Regions from separate parts of the Rattus norvegicus genome. Here region 1 is linked to region 2. Evidence: chromatin contacts called from public Hi-C data. All regions are on one chromosome and are shown on one strand. The core of a region is the stretch at or near the end of the contact, and the rest is flanking DNA. Distances in the headings are between cores, read along the strand shown. Region 1 holds the start of Snrpe (small nuclear ribonucleoprotein polypeptide E). Region 2 holds the start of Sox13 (SRY-box transcription factor 13).

What was found. Hi-C and Micro-C count contacts between places; a contact is called where the count stands out from the background.
Region 1: a contact with region 2 is called in a Hi-C map of hepatocytes, with 1.8 times the contacts expected there. The contact joins the promoter of Snrpe here to the promoter of Sox13 in region 2. A contact is called at or near these places in 6 of 12 Hi-C or Micro-C datasets (Schwann cells, hepatocytes, liver and 2 more) and 1 of 1 datasets of contacts at active chromatin or transcription factors (oligodendrocytes).

What each region holds. Positions count from the first base shown.
Region 1 is chr13:47,607,945-47,615,539 of GRCr8, reverse strand. Snrpe (small nuclear ribonucleoprotein polypeptide E) reads left to right here and starts at 6,289. Exons shown (of 5, transcript NM_001271237.1): 1 at 6,289-6,357; 2 at 6,789-6,815; 3 at 7,565-7,595. The coding sequence starts at 6,304. It overlaps LOC134481497 (a long non-coding RNA gene), which reads right to left and starts at 6,219. Exons shown (of 2, transcript XR_010057007.1): 1 at 6,079-6,219; 2 at 1-1,454.
Region 2 is chr13:47,424,611-47,431,852 of GRCr8, reverse strand. It overlaps Sox13 (SRY-box transcription factor 13), which reads left to right and starts at 4,281. Exons shown (of 14, transcript NM_001105952.1): 1 at 4,281-4,623.

The DNA of each region.
Region 1 (7,595 bases), core at 5,040-7,539, 180 kb before region 2:
TTCCCTCATGTTGTGAAGTTTGACTGCCAATTCCTGCATATAAATGCATGATGGTGTGGTCTTCAATACCTCAACAAAGAGACATTGCCTGGTTTCTAGGATAAAATTCCATAAAAATATTATCCTAATTTAGACCTATTTCCCTGGGTTGGCTCATGCCACACATTGTCTACAATGACTCTATCCAAATTACCAGTTTTAAGTCAACTTTCTGTTACCAATGTTACAATTTTTTTTAACCATACCCAATAACTTAAAAGCCAATAGTCGGGGCTGGGGATTTAGCTCAGTGGTAGAGCGCTTACCTAGGAAGCGCAAGGCCCTGGGTTCGGTCCCCAGCTCCGAAAAAAAGAACCAAAAAAAAAAAAATGCCAAAAGCCAATAGTCTATAACCAGGGCATATAGAGCACATTTATACATTTAAAACCAATCAGGAACAAAAATGAAGTGGCTACACATATCTTTAATATTTAGACCAAACACCATTTTTACTTTTTCTAGCTGTAATTTTAAGAGAAGCATCTTGTCACCTGCTAAATCCAGTAATAAGTCATGGATTTTTCTAAGAGAAACAGCCATCAGCTCCCTTACCATAGAAGCTGAGGAGCTGCTGGCACCTTTAAGATCAGCTCGTGTAGAGGCTCAGCCCCTGGGAGCTTCTCCAGCTGACCTAGACTCCTAGCTACAGGTGCAGGGCTCCAAAGGCCGATTGAAATTTTTTTTTTATTTGCTCCTTTTTTGAAATGAGTTAAAACCAAATTAAGTCGTGATTGACCAGCAGATAAAGTTTTTACCATTTTTTATTTTGAACATGAAACATAAAACATTTAAGCAACCATAAACAAAAACCACAGACATAAACTGACAAACATGGATAGCTTGGTGCACCAAGGACAGACAATAGACATAGAGGGAAAGAACTAGATGGTGTCCCACCTAAGGGACACAGATATACTACCTATGGAACCCAGAACCAGAAATAAGCATTTCTCCAATAGGAGCCAGCAAAGAGGCAGGACGTCTCCTGCCTTCCTTCTGTCCCTAGGAGAGCTCTGAAAAAGTTTAAGCTCATTTTCCTTCTCTTTCTCCAAAGCATCTGTGGAGAGTCTGGGAAAACTGTTTTTCTCAAACCCATTCTCTTTCATGTCTAGGGTGTAAACTATCTCTAGTCAGGGTCCAAAGACTAAAATATAACTCTAAAAGAACACATACGCAAAAATACTTTACCATTACCTTGTCCCTCCACCCCCCACCTTTTTTTTTAAACAAGTTTTACTCATGCTAGCCCAAATCACCGAGGCCTTTTCTAGTCCATCTTACCCCAATACGTCCCTCCTTCTTTGCTGGCCGGCTTCCCGGGACGACCTGTCAGAAAACCTTCTCTTTCCCGGTCTCGGTGGGACCTCCGTTTGTCGATGCCGGCACTGACACAGCACCAAGAACTGGGCCTAAGTCTGCGGGATTAAAAAACCATACATATGCAGGTCATTCATGTTAAGAGAGACTTCCAAATCTGTAGCTTTATTCTCCGAATATATACCCCAAGTTCACCAGGTGGAAAATTCCAGGAAGCACAGTGGGAAAATTGGGCTTAAGGCTTCAGGAACAAAAGACCAAACACATGCCCCAAATTTACTGGGGAGAAATCCAGAAGGACCAGCTTAAATCCCAGGAACAAAGACTGAGAACAAAAGAAAGGAATGAATGGACCATTGCCCAGGTGTGTGGCTACCGGGCCAGGGCGTTCCTTTGTTAGGAACAAAAGGTTTCTACATGCATCAGCAGGGCTCAGTAGAGGTCAAACACGGCAGGGGACCCAAGAGGGTCGACATCCTTCAACCTTGATTACAGATGCACTGTATTACAATCTGTGGAATAATTTATTCCTTATAGACTGACAGATTGATTTCCTGTCTATATTTCCAATGATGGTACAATAATCATATTATAGCAGGCTTAAGTTTATTTGAGGATGGGGAGAAGAGATGAGATCAAAGCCAAGGCCACATATAGGATTGTTAGTCAAACATTACCAGAGAGCTAAACCCAGGCTTAAAAGTCGAACAAAGGGGTTGGGAATTTAGCTCAGTGGTAGAGCGCAAGGCCCTGGGTTCGGTCCCCAGCTCTGAAAAAAAGAAAAAGAAAAAAAAAAAAGTCGAACAAAGAAACCTCCGAAGAAATAAATAAATAAATAGGATGTACTGGAATTTAAAATTTAAATTACTAGAGTTTATATTAACACAAATTCCAAATGTGATTTAAAAAACAAATCGATAATCTAGGTGCTAGAGAGATGGCTCAGAAGTCAAGAGCACGGGCTGGAGAGATGGCTCAGTGGTTAAGAGCACTGACTGCTCTCCCAGAGGTCCTGGGTTCAATTCCCAGCAACCACATGGTGGCTCACAACCCTCTGTAATGAGATCTGGTGCCCTCTTCTGGTGTGTCTGAAGACAGCTACAGTGTACCTATATATAATAACTAGATAAATCTTAAACGAAAAATCAAGAGCACTGACTCCTTTTCCAGAGGACCTGGCTTTGATTCCAGGCATTTAAATAGTGGTTCACAATCATCTGTAGCTTCAGTTCTAGGAAATCCAGTGCCCTTTTCTGGCTTCAACAGGCACTAAGCATACATGTAGCACACACACCTACATGCAAAAATACCCCTACACATAAAATGCAAACAATAATGTTTTGCCAATCGATTGTGGGGTACACCTTTAATCCCAGCACTTGGGGGGCAAAGGCAGGCGGATCTCTGAGTCTGAGGTCAGCCTGGTCTGTCTACAGAGTCCAGAATAGCCATGGCGACACAGAGAAACCCTTCTAAAGAACAAAACCAAACAATCAAGAATGAAAAACAGTAATGTTTTAAAATCGGATAATCTGATTCTAAAGTTGATATTTAAAAAAGGAAAATCTACTTACTTCCCACCAAAGCTAGGATACATACAGTAGTGACACTGTAGTGACACTAGGTCATAAGTAAATATGAGATGACTGGACAAATACAAACCATACAAAATTGACCAGCCCCAAACATTGTCCACTGTCCTCTACCCAGGCTACAACACCCCATTTGTACTTACATGTGTTCCCATTCATGTACAGATAAGTTTTGTTTTTGTTTTTGTTTTTTTTTTTTTTCAGCTTTTGTGTATCTGCGACTGTCCTGAAACCTGCTTTGTAGACCAGGGTGGCCTCAGACTCAGAGATTCGCCTGTCTCTGTCTCCCAAGTACTGGGATCAAAGATGTGCCACCATGCCTGACAAGTATAAGGCTTTTAATGTCTGACACATGTGTGGAGGTCAGAGGACGACTTTCAGGAGTTGGTTCTTTCCTTCCACCTTTATGTAGAATCCAGGGACTGAACTCCTGACACCAGGTTTCATAGCTCATGCCTTTTCCTGCTGAGCCATCTTGCTGGCCCTGCAAAATCATTTTGTTTTAACGAAAAAGAAATCAGGGCTGGAGAGATGGCTCAGCGGTTAAGAACACTGACTGCTCTTCCAGAGGTCCTGAGTTCAATTCCCAGCAACCACATGGTGGCTCACAACCATCCGTGATGGGATCTGATGCCCTCTTCCGGTGTGTCTGAAGACAGAGACAGTGTACTCAATATAAATAAATAAATAAATCTTAAGAAGAAAAAAGAAATCATATACGACATTTCTGACGAGTTGTAGAACCGCTTACATATATCGTTTATAGGATTCAACTCACCAAAGTTTAAAAATCAGAAAATGCATAGGCAAGTACTGAAGTAGTTAGGGATCTTTGCATTTGAGATAGAGTGGGTCTATGTGGGCTCTTTCCAGGCTGCCTCTGAGGGCAGTAGATTGCTTACGTTTGGAGTGTGATATGTTCTTTTTAAAGACATAATTTCAATTCCCCCATGTAAAAAAAAAATTAAGTGTAGGGAGCCGTATTGGATTTGGGCCTGGCCGTTTTGTGACTGTATAGCTCAAAGTAGCTACGTGACTCTTGGCTGCATGGCCACACATACTCCTCTAAGATGACTGTCATAAAGCCTCGAGATTGTGGGACAAAAGCCTCTCCCATGAATTTACGGCACAGGAAGATAACATCCACGGGATGCTTCAGCCCAAGCAAATATCAGTTATCTCCTGAGTCAACACCCGGTGTCTCCACTGCCTGACCTCATCGTCTACCGCCTGACCTCTTTGCCTCCAGCTATCACTGCCTATACCCTCGTCTCCCCTCCATCCTTCGTGTTTCACAAAGGTCACTCCCCCTACCTGAAAGCCTTAAACGCTGTAACGTTCATCCCAATAAATGAGACCTTGACAATGGAATCTTGCTTGGTCTCTTTCTTCTCTCGCCCCCCATTGGCCCAAGGGTAGCGCCCCTTCGGAACCCTGAATAACTGGACCCGCTGGACGGGTCAATTAAGTTTCTTTTTGTAGCTTAAAAATAGCTTTTATCCAGGTGTGGTGGCACATGCCTTTTGACTCAGCACTCTGGCGGGAGAGGAAGGTGGATCTTTGTGAGTTCAGGCCAGCCTGGTCTACGCTGTAGCAAGTTCCAGGACAGCCATGGCTACAAAATGAGACCCTGTCTTTAAAAAATAAAAAATGAAAGCTTTCATCATAATACTTTTCTAAGATTGGAGTTCCTGTTATTCTCATCTGAAGAAGACCTTAGGTTCTGTTGTTTGACTTAAGTGTTATCTTTTAAAGTGCCAGCCCCCTTATATACCATCCAAAAGCCTTTCAAGTCTGAGCTTCCTTATCAGAAAGAGAATATTTAAATAAATGCTAAATATCAAACATTATAAAATATTAGATAATGTTTGAACCAGGCCAGAAGCCCCGTCATAACAGAAAACTGAGTAGGCTTGCCTACTAATGTAGGGACATTTAATCAGTCCCTTTTCTTGCTAGTTGCGTTATGGGGTGGGGGTCTCTAACAGAGACCAGGCTTTAACATACACACACATCCGGATGGCTCCTGACTTACAATTCTTCATCCTAAAGATGGTGCGAAAGCAATATGAATTCCATAAAACTCAAGACTTTGCATTTCAAATTTTGATCCTTTCCCTGGTAAGCTGCTCCAGATACTTTCTGGTGAGGTGGGGGCAGCTGCAGCTTCGAGAAAGGCTGATTTGTGGTGTTGGTGTCGAGTAGGCTAGGCATAGACATTTTCCCCCATTTTATGTGTGCATGTCTGTGTATATGCACATCTGCATGTGGAGTCTGAAGGATGTCATCAAGTGTCCTTCTGAGCCACTCCTCATCATATCCTTTGAGTCAGGGACTCTCATTGAACTTGACGATGGAGCTAGAGGAGTTGGCCATCACGCCCAGGTGTCCTCCTGTCTCTGCAATCCCAGTGCTGGAATTACAGGCACGTCATTTTGTGTAGGTGTTGGTGACTGACCTCATGTCCCACCTACTGAATCATCTCCCCTGGATCGTAGGTATTTGTATTAAATGCATTTATTTATTTATTTATTTATTTATTTATTTATTTATTGACTTACATTTCCAACTTTTGAAACAAGGCCTCATGTAGCTTAGACAGATCTGGAATGTACTATTTAGCAGACGGCCTTAAGCTAATACTCTTGCTTGAGCCTTCCACAAGCTGAGATTACAGTGAGTGCAAATTCCGTACAGTTCAAGGAATATTTGTGCACTACTGCCTCCTTGAATCTTCACACACACACACACCCCTTGCCGGATGGAGATGGTGAGGCCTAGTCACTTATTATCAGTGGTCACACAACTAAGAGGAATTTTGAGCCCAACAAGCCAATCAGTTGGATTGCCATCTTGGGTTACCAGCTCAACAGTAACTCTCCATAAAGGTGATGAGGGTTGAATCTGTTATTGAGCAAACCACAGCTACATCACTGCTTTGGGCATGACAATCCAGACGCTCTGGGGCCCAAAACGAATAAGGGAAGTCTGCAGATGGTTTTGGACAATATGCCGCCCGCCTGGAGGCCACCAGACCTAAAATCCAGAGCAATTCTCAGAATAGCACCTAAGCAGAGGCAAACCTCTCAGTACAGGCGCCTGGCCGAAGCCCTGAGCGCCTTCAGCCTACCTCCAGGTGGCGCTGTAGGACAGACCTCGGTTTCAAAGAGCGGTGGACTCGGAAGGCGGCCGGCGGAGGCTATAAGCATAGAGAAAAAGCGGCTCCGTGGCTAGAGAGGCGTTTCCTAGCCACTGGCCCGCCGACGACTACAGGCACTTCCGTTTCCAGGTCTTGCTTCCGGAAGTCGCTTGCTGAGGCGGTCTTCCTATTCGTGTGGTCTTTGTGACTTCCACCATGGCGTACCGCGGCCAGGGCCAGAAGGTGCAGAAGGTGATGGTGCAGCCCATCGTATCCTCCGCGGCGTGAACTCTGGGCTTTGGGTCCGTAGGCGCTGTGAGCGTGGGCGGGGAACAGGGCAACCTGGTACGGGCCGCTTCCCGTGAGGCCCCGGGGCGTACTGAGGAGGCCGGAAAGCGCGCGGAGTTGAAGGGCCGCGGGAGGCGGGCTCGGGTGTACTGTGGCGGGCATGCGGTACGGAATGGAAGTGGGGTCGACAGAATAGGAGAAGAGGATGTGGGTCATCAGGAAGTTTTGAGAAACGAGGCCGGTGGGGAGGGAGTGCCTTTCGAGTTTCTAGTGCATCCCGAGTGCTTGCTGCAGATGGACACTAGTGCTTGCGTGTGTAGCCCGGCCTGGCCTTAGGGCGCTGGAGAGTCAGACAAGATTGGGAGCAGAGTAACTACTGTTTGTATGTTTTCCTTGATCGCTGTGGTACACAGAACCTTATCTTCAGATACTTGCAAAATGTACGTAAGTTACTTGTTTCCTTATTGTTATTGAAATGAAGGTTGGGCCTATTTGATTATTTGTATCAACTTCTCTGATCCTAGTGCTTAGACTTAAAAATTGAGGGTTGGGGGCACCACAGTTGAGGATAAGGTCCCAGGGAAAGCGCTAATTAATAAAATGGTGTATGTCCATGCCTAATTTAAGCATGCACACAGTTACCATTATTCTCCAAGAACAAAATCATTGATTTCATAGAATTTGTCATCGGAGTTAGCAGTGACAGGTGTATATTGCTTTTTCCTTAGTAGCACTTAAAATGGAGAGAAGACACAAAAAAGGTGGGGGGTGTGGTGGTGGGGGAGTTAGATACAAAGAAACTAGTGGCAAATGGTCTTCTTTGGGGAGATTTTCACGGTATTTTTAGAGTGTTACAACACAAATGAAAAACAGTTTTAAGCGATTGTAATTTTTAATCGTCAGATTTGCTTTGTGCTGTCCTGTGACCAGTTTAAACTGTAAATGTATTCATGCCAGAAGCAAAAATAAATTTTCAGAGTAGGAAAATTTGTTTGAACAGCCCAGTTGGAGCATTTGTTAAATGTTTCTCAGCAGATTCACCAGAGTTGCTAGCTCTTAGATGTAGACTAACTATTTCTAACTTTTGGCTTATATTCATTGGCATTTTTAAGGTAAGTCATTTATTGTGGAGTCAAAGTAATGGGGTGGGATCTGTTTACTGTTTCTAAAACCGTTATTTTTATTTCAGAGATCTCGAATTCAGGTGTGGCTGTATGAAC
Region 2 (7,242 bases), core at 3,032-5,531:
AGTATATGCCTTTATTCCCAGGAGACTGAGGCAAGGAGATCTAAGTTCAAGGTCAGCGTGGGACAGAGCAAGTTCCAAATCCAAGTGTGGTGGTACACACCTTTAATCTGGGCCATATCTTCTGCTGGGGGCCTATATAAGGACAATAAAAAAGGAAGAGCCCATTTTTCTTTGCCTGCTTGTACTTGCTTGCCAGCACATCTGTTGGAACCTACTTCTTCAGGATTCCAGCTTATACAGAAGACCAGCTGAAACACCCAGCTTCGTGTGACTGAACAACTTCTAGATTATTTTTTTTTTAACAGTAAAGCCTTTATTTCTTTATGGTGAGAATATCAACTTCTTGATTCTTGGACTTACCATTCACAGCTGACCTTAAAGCCTGTAAGTCATTCTAATAATTTTCCTTAGTATATAGAGCCATTCCATAACTTCTGTGACTCTAGAGAACCCTAATACAGTTGGGATAGAAGAAAACAAAAGTTAGGCCTGTGGGGTCGGAGGGCAAGGGGGAGAGTGTGTGATTTGCCTAGGAGAAGGAATTAGTAATCCTAGTTACTCTGGTTGTGAGGGAAAATAGTCATGAGTTCAAGGCCAGCCTTGGTAACTTAATGTGACTCTGTCTCAAAATTAAAAACAAATACAAAGAAGGAAGGGGCTGGGACTATAGCTTAAGTAAGGGCAGCTTTTGCTTGTCCAGCATACAAGAGCTCCTAGATGGTTTAATCACAGATGGTATGGAGAGGGTAGGTGAGTCATTGGTCCATAGTACCACTGGGAATGAATCAAAGAAATTTGTCTTAAGTGCCACCATTTTGTTTTCAGACTCCACTTTCACCATAGAGTGAAACTAAGTTCAAGGTCCCAGGCTCTAGAGGAGCTGAGGACCTCCTAATAGCTGACCAGTTTCCATTATTCATCGTTTGCGCCCCCAAACATAATGATTGCTCCTCGCCACAAAAGAACAAATAGATTTGATTGGTTGGACTGTAAAACCTACATTCTGTATCGATTGACATAGACCAACCCACAAAGAGAAAGTCCCATCCCTAAATCCTGATTGGTGGGAAAATGTAACTGTAACTTGGCTCAGGTGTTTGTGGTTTTCAGGCTTAAAAGCTCTGAAACATTGTAGCTCGTGGTCACAATTCAGCTCCCTAGTCGGCTTGATTACCTTTTTGTCATTCTGGATTGGTGTTTAGACCCCTTAACAGTACACAGCAACATTTTGAAAACAGATAAAATTTCATCTTGGGGGACTGGAGATGCGGCTCAGTTGGTAGGGTGGTGTCCTCGTACACAAGAGAATCCTAGTTTCCATCCCCAGCCTCACACAAACCTGCTCATGCTGTGCGCTCCTGTAATCTCAGGAGGACCTGAAATTGAAGTTCAGCCTATAGAATTTGGGGATAACCTAGGCTATATGAGCCCTTGTCTCAAAATGATTTTTTTCCCCATCTTAGGATAGAAGGTAGACAAGCAGGAAATCGAGGCATGGAAGGGCATCTCGGAAGACCCGGCCCCTGGACGCAGTGCAGAGGAAGGGCACAAACAAGGGAGGCTGAGAGAGAACAAGCGTCCAGGTTGGAGACTATTCTGGAATGGGTGGGGGTGGGGGTGGTGCAGAATGAGTACTACAAGGATTGAGTTAGGGGTTGGGGATTTAGCTCAGTGGTAGAGCGCTTGCCTAGGAAGTGCAAGGCCCTGGGTTCGGTCCCCAGCTCCCGGAAAAAAAAGAACCAAAAAAAAAAAAAAAAACAAGGATTGAGTTAAAGGCATACGTCTGGTGCTGTGGTCAAAGGAAAGACCTAGCATCTTCTGTTAGTTTCCTCCCTCCACTTACTGTCTCTAACTTGAACTTCATTCCCCCCGCGCCCCCCCAGAATGGTGCCAAGGATACAGGAGCTCTCTGGCAGTGAGTGTGAGAGATGAGAACATGTACCTCTCAGCTCCCTGACGCTAGGCTTTTTTTTTTTTTTTTTTTTTTTTACTTTGTCTTAACTTACATGATGTCGTTGATAATGATGGTGACGATGATGACAGTGTCTCACCGTGTAGACCAGGCTGCTTCCAACTCATAGAGATCTACCTGCCTCTGCTTCCTGGAGCTGGGGTTAAAGGAGAGTAACTCCACACCCAGTTCAAACTCCATTTTTGCCTGTCTCTATCTGCTGTAGCTAATGGCAGGGACAGGGAGGGGCCCATAAAGAAGCTGACCAGAGGCCAGAGGGAAGCCACAAGGTATGGATGCACAGACATGTTGTCTGGGAGGAGGGAAAGAGGGTAGTAGAACTTAGATGAATTTTTACTGGCTTCTGAAATGATCCCACCCAGTCACCTAAAACCATATCCTTAATAGTTAATGTTGACTTTTCCCACCCCCCTAGTCCCATCTTAGCTCAGGCCTTTATCCTTCTGAAGTTCCTCACTGGCCTACCTCCATACCTCGGCTAGACTGATTTCATCAGAGCCCTGCTTAGAATCACTTTCTCTTTAGTCAGCCAACTGATAAACAGGAATGTATTAAGGGCCTGCTCTTTGCCAAGACCCATCTAGACACAAGGGATCTAACCGTGAACAAGAGGTGTATCCTTCCTGTCCCGAAGAGTTTAGCATTTCTTTTCTTTTTCTTTTTTTTTTTTTTTTTGGTTCTTTTTTTCCCCGGAGCTGGGGACCGAACCCAGGGCCTTGCGCTTCCTAGGTAAGCGCTCTACCACTGAGCTAAATCCCCAGCCCCAAGAGTTTAGCATTTCATGTTGTAGACAGGCAAATGACCTGTGGGTTCTCAGAGCCCATGGATGGAGCTCCTGGCCATGATTTGAAACTCAGGAAAGATTTCCTGAGAAGTTGATATCAGACTGAGACCCAAAAGATAGAAGACTATAAAAAAGGAGTTGTCATCCAAGCAGGGAAGCAGGGACTGATGAAATGTTCCCATCCTGTGGAATCTTCCCGGCTGGCCACCTCTCCAGACAATTGGCATTCCTTCAACCAGCCCTGTTCCCACAGGTCCCTAAGACCCAATTCAAACTGTGGCCTCTCTAAAGGAGACTCAGACACCAGTCCTTTAGCATCCTTGGTAAACCTTATGGCTCTAACACTTTCTAGAACTGGAGTTGACCCATTCCTTCACACGGGAATCCATGGCTGCCGCTGTGTCATCTTGGTGATCCCTGGCATCTGCTTGGGTCAGGTCTGGTGTAGACATTCAATAGATGGGCTGATTAAGGCGAGTCCGTTCTTCAAACATGCCTTCCTCCTAAACGGGGCAGGAGGAAATGAAGGACTTATTGGAGATTCTGAAAAGGATAGGGCTAGGGAGTGGTTGGAGACTTTACGAAGCTGTCAGAGATTAGAACAGGTTAAAGCAGGTCTTTCCAACCCCCTCAGGCTGATTTCAAATTGAGATTCTCCTGCCTCAGCTTTCCTGGTATTGGTATTACAGGCACGAGACACTCCCAGTCCCAAGTGTAGCTCTCAAGTACAATTTTTTTTTTGTTCTTTTTTTTTTTTTTTTTTCCGGAGCTGGGGAACGAACCCAGGGCCTTGCGCTTCCTAGGCAAGCGCTCTACCACTGAGCTAAATCCCCAACCCCTCAAGTACAATTTTTTAAAAACTCAGTCCAACACTGACCCAGGTGGAGCATGCCTTTAATCCTAGCATCCTGGAGGGAGAGCCAAACAGGTTTCTGTGAGTTCGAGGCCAACCTGATTTACCAGTGAGAAAAATAAAGTTCAATCCAGGGTCTCTGTTTGGAGGAGGCTGTGAACTGGACAAACACCTTCTTAGGGCTTGTTAAAAGAAATTAAGATTCTCTGTAGCAACTCTCAAACCTATATCGAGGGAGTGGGCAGAATTCATCTTTTTCCTCCTATTTTCTTTACCCAGTTGGAGAACCTCTGCTGTCCGCTTCCCAGCACAGGTCTCCAGCTGTTGAGGCCTGGCTGGACCAGCTGCTGGGAGGAGGAGGAGGAAGCTCTGTCCCTCCCTCCTCCATCTCCACACCCTCCCTCCTCCCCCGCCCGTTCGCGCCCTCCCTCCCTCTTTCTCCTCGGAGGCTGAGTGGCTTTCGCAGAAGCGAGCGGCGAGCGCCCTGCTCCAGTCCCGCCTGGGAACTGAAGTGTACGAGCGCGGCTCCTGGAAGCCGAGCTCCTGAGCGGCCGGCGGAGGTCGAAGGCCGGGGCGGCGCGCTCAGCTTCGGAGGCCCTGGCTTTTGACCGAGCGGGCTCGGAACTGCGCGGAGGGACAGAGCGCACTGCCCGCCGGCCTGGCCGGCGCAGCGGCCGGGAGTCCGGGAGCCGGACTGCGGAAGGGAGCACGGCTGCGGCCAGCCGAGGGCAGAGGGCAGAGTGCCGAGCGGCCTGGCTCGGCGGAGGGCGCCGCCCGACCCGTCCTCAGCTCGGCGCCCGCGACGGTGGCCAGCGGAGCCTGGCGGGCCGCGGATCCTGAGCGCTTCCAGCCCACGGTGGGGGGCGTGCCTCCGCCCGGCCGCGCCGCCCCGGCCCGCTGCCCGCCGCGTTGCCTGGGCATGTGAGCGGGAAGGCCAGGCTGCTGGCCGCCGGGACGCACTGAACAGGAGCCGGAGCACGGAGTTGCGACCCCGGGCCAGCGCCCGACCGATTAGTAAGTGCGCCCCTCCGCGCCGCGCGCCCATCACCCCAACCTCGCGAAGTTTGACACGCGCGCCCCCGCGTTCCAAGGGACACGCTGGCTCTGTTCCGCGCGACTTTCCATCTTGGGCAAAGTTTTGCCAGGCGGCGCCGATCCTACCGGACCCCTCACAACGCCTGCCGGTGGCGCCGCGCTGATCTCGCGTCCCTTTGGAGGGCAGTGGCCGCAGGCCGTTGGGGGTGGCGTGCGCGCGCCACGCGAGCCGGGCTTCGGGGGTCTTCTACCCGCCGGCCCTTTGCGACCCGCCGGCCCTAGGTCTTTCTCCCCAGCCCGACCATCGCGCCCAGTTTAAGTACTCCCAGCCCCAGCTTAGGTATCCGCGTGCGAGCCCCACGTGGGGCTCGGGTACCCGCAACGCGGAGCTCCGGCCATGGGCCGCTGGGGTCCAGCGCGCGCCCTTCCCACGGCTCCGGTTCATTCCCCGCGGACCAGCCGGGAGACGCCTCCCGTTTTTCAGCCGTTGCTGCTCTTGTCTCTTCTCTACTCCAGCCTGCCCTTTGCCACCTCTACGTCCCACGGTGGAGTGTCGGAGGAGCGCCTTTCAACCCTCCTTTTCACGGTAGAAATAAATTGAGCACAGGGCTGATGGGATGGGGGGGGGTGGTCGCGTAGTCCCAGCGGTTCGCCATTGTTTTCCCACCCCACGTTCGGTACGTAAACACACACTCACGCGAGTGTGTTTGTGTGTGCGTGCGTGTGTGTGCACGCGCCGGCTGCGGCTGCTCAGATTCCCCAGGAGCTCTAGGGTCGCCCGCGGGATCTTCCCGCAGCCAACCTACATATCCTGGCAGGAGGTGCCCCATTACTTGAAGCTTGGGGGTGGGGTGGAAAGGGACCGGAGAGTGGGAGCTGCCCCAGAGTCCTTGGCAAAGCCGGGGGGGGGGGTCCGGCCTGGGTTGGGCGTGAATTTTGAACTTCAGCCCTGGATCTTTCCGGGAGGACCCCGGGCGCTCGAGCGTCGGCTCCCGCCTGGGAGGGTCCCCAGCAGCTGGCGCTCTTGGCAGCATCTCTGTGACAAGGGCTTAGAGGAAACCGAGGAGTTTTCCTGGGAAGTTTGCTTTAGCTCTGTGGGAATTTCCGGGCCCGGCGCCTCCGCGCTGGCGCTGGCGAAGGGGTCTGACCTAAGGCAGTCCGAGATGCTTCCACTCGGTGCAAGGTTCCCAGAGATCGTCTCCAACCTCTTGGTGGGGTTGGAAGTCCTTCTCTGGGTGTTAGATTCAGCACACTTGGGTCTTGTTCCTGGCCGCTTGGTCTTGGCAGTGTCCAAACATCGTCCATACTTTCTCCGATTAAAGAAAAGGCGGATTTGTGCATCTATCTTTGAAACTGGCGTATGTTGATGATTTGAAGGATACTGGTTGGTTTGGAAGGCCTGTACCACAGAACGCTTGGTAGCCTTGTAGTTAGAACCAGGAAGCTGGAGTTGTACCAGTGCAGCCACTGATGGTGCCTCCATGGGCAGTTGAACCCAACTCTCTTGCTCAGGTTACTTATCTGTAAAATGAGGTTAAATTCTGACAGTATCCACCTCGTGGGGGTGGTTTTAAGGATGAAAAGACCGAATGCAATCTCAACGCTGTACTGCACACAGTAAATGCTCGGCAACTGTTAGCGGTTGGAATTGGAATGTAACTTAGTGGAAGAGCACTAGCTCAACGTGCAGGAAATCCTACGTATTATATATTCAGTATGTGCATTTGGGAAGTTAGCTGTTTATTATTAGTAACTATATTTGCATTTATTGTCATTATTAGTTTGTTTTTCTCTGGCTGCTCTGGTATTTGTTCTGTAGATCAGGATGGCCTTGAACTCAGATTCTTCTGCCTCTGTCTCCTGAGTGCTGGGATTAAAGGCATGCACGACCTGCCCAGCTAACTGTTGTCATTATTGTAATAACATATTATCAGCCCAGGGCCTAGCTCATGCTGGAGAAGTGACTACCGCTGAGCTGCATCTCCAACCTAGGCCATTATAGTTTAAATGATCTCGCACAGAGCCCAGAAGAACTCCTTGGGATTGTATCCATTTGATCAGTTCTAGTAATTATCACTTATGGGAGGAAGTGACCTCACTCTCTTTCCTACCTCTTCTGTATTTCGATCCTGACCAAACTTACCTTCTTGCTACTCATCTGCTTCGACCTTCTTGAGGAGTATTTCTTATTTCCTTCTTCCCTTTCCCTTCCCCCACACTATTTGTGCAAGGCCCCCTCCTTTCCTCTTAAAAATTAATCTTCACAACATGTAGCATTCTCCCTGGAAACAGCCCCAGAAAGGAAATGTCTTGAAAAGGGTATCCCCTAGGCACCTGGTCCGTGCTGCAGACTCAGGATTGGATGTGCATTTGTGTCTCTGGGGCTGGATGGATTCCCACTAAGAGGATCCCAGGTGTCTGGGGCTCAGGGGAAGTCAGGTGGGACGGGCAGACTGCCTGCCCTAGAGGCTTCTGTTCCCCAGGTAGTATCTGTTTCCTGTGCTGGGGCTCACTTGAGAGCCGCATCTGAGGCTGAGATAAATGAGAGACAGAGCCGTCAAGTTCAACTCCACAGTGGCAGTTGGAGTGGCTTCTGGA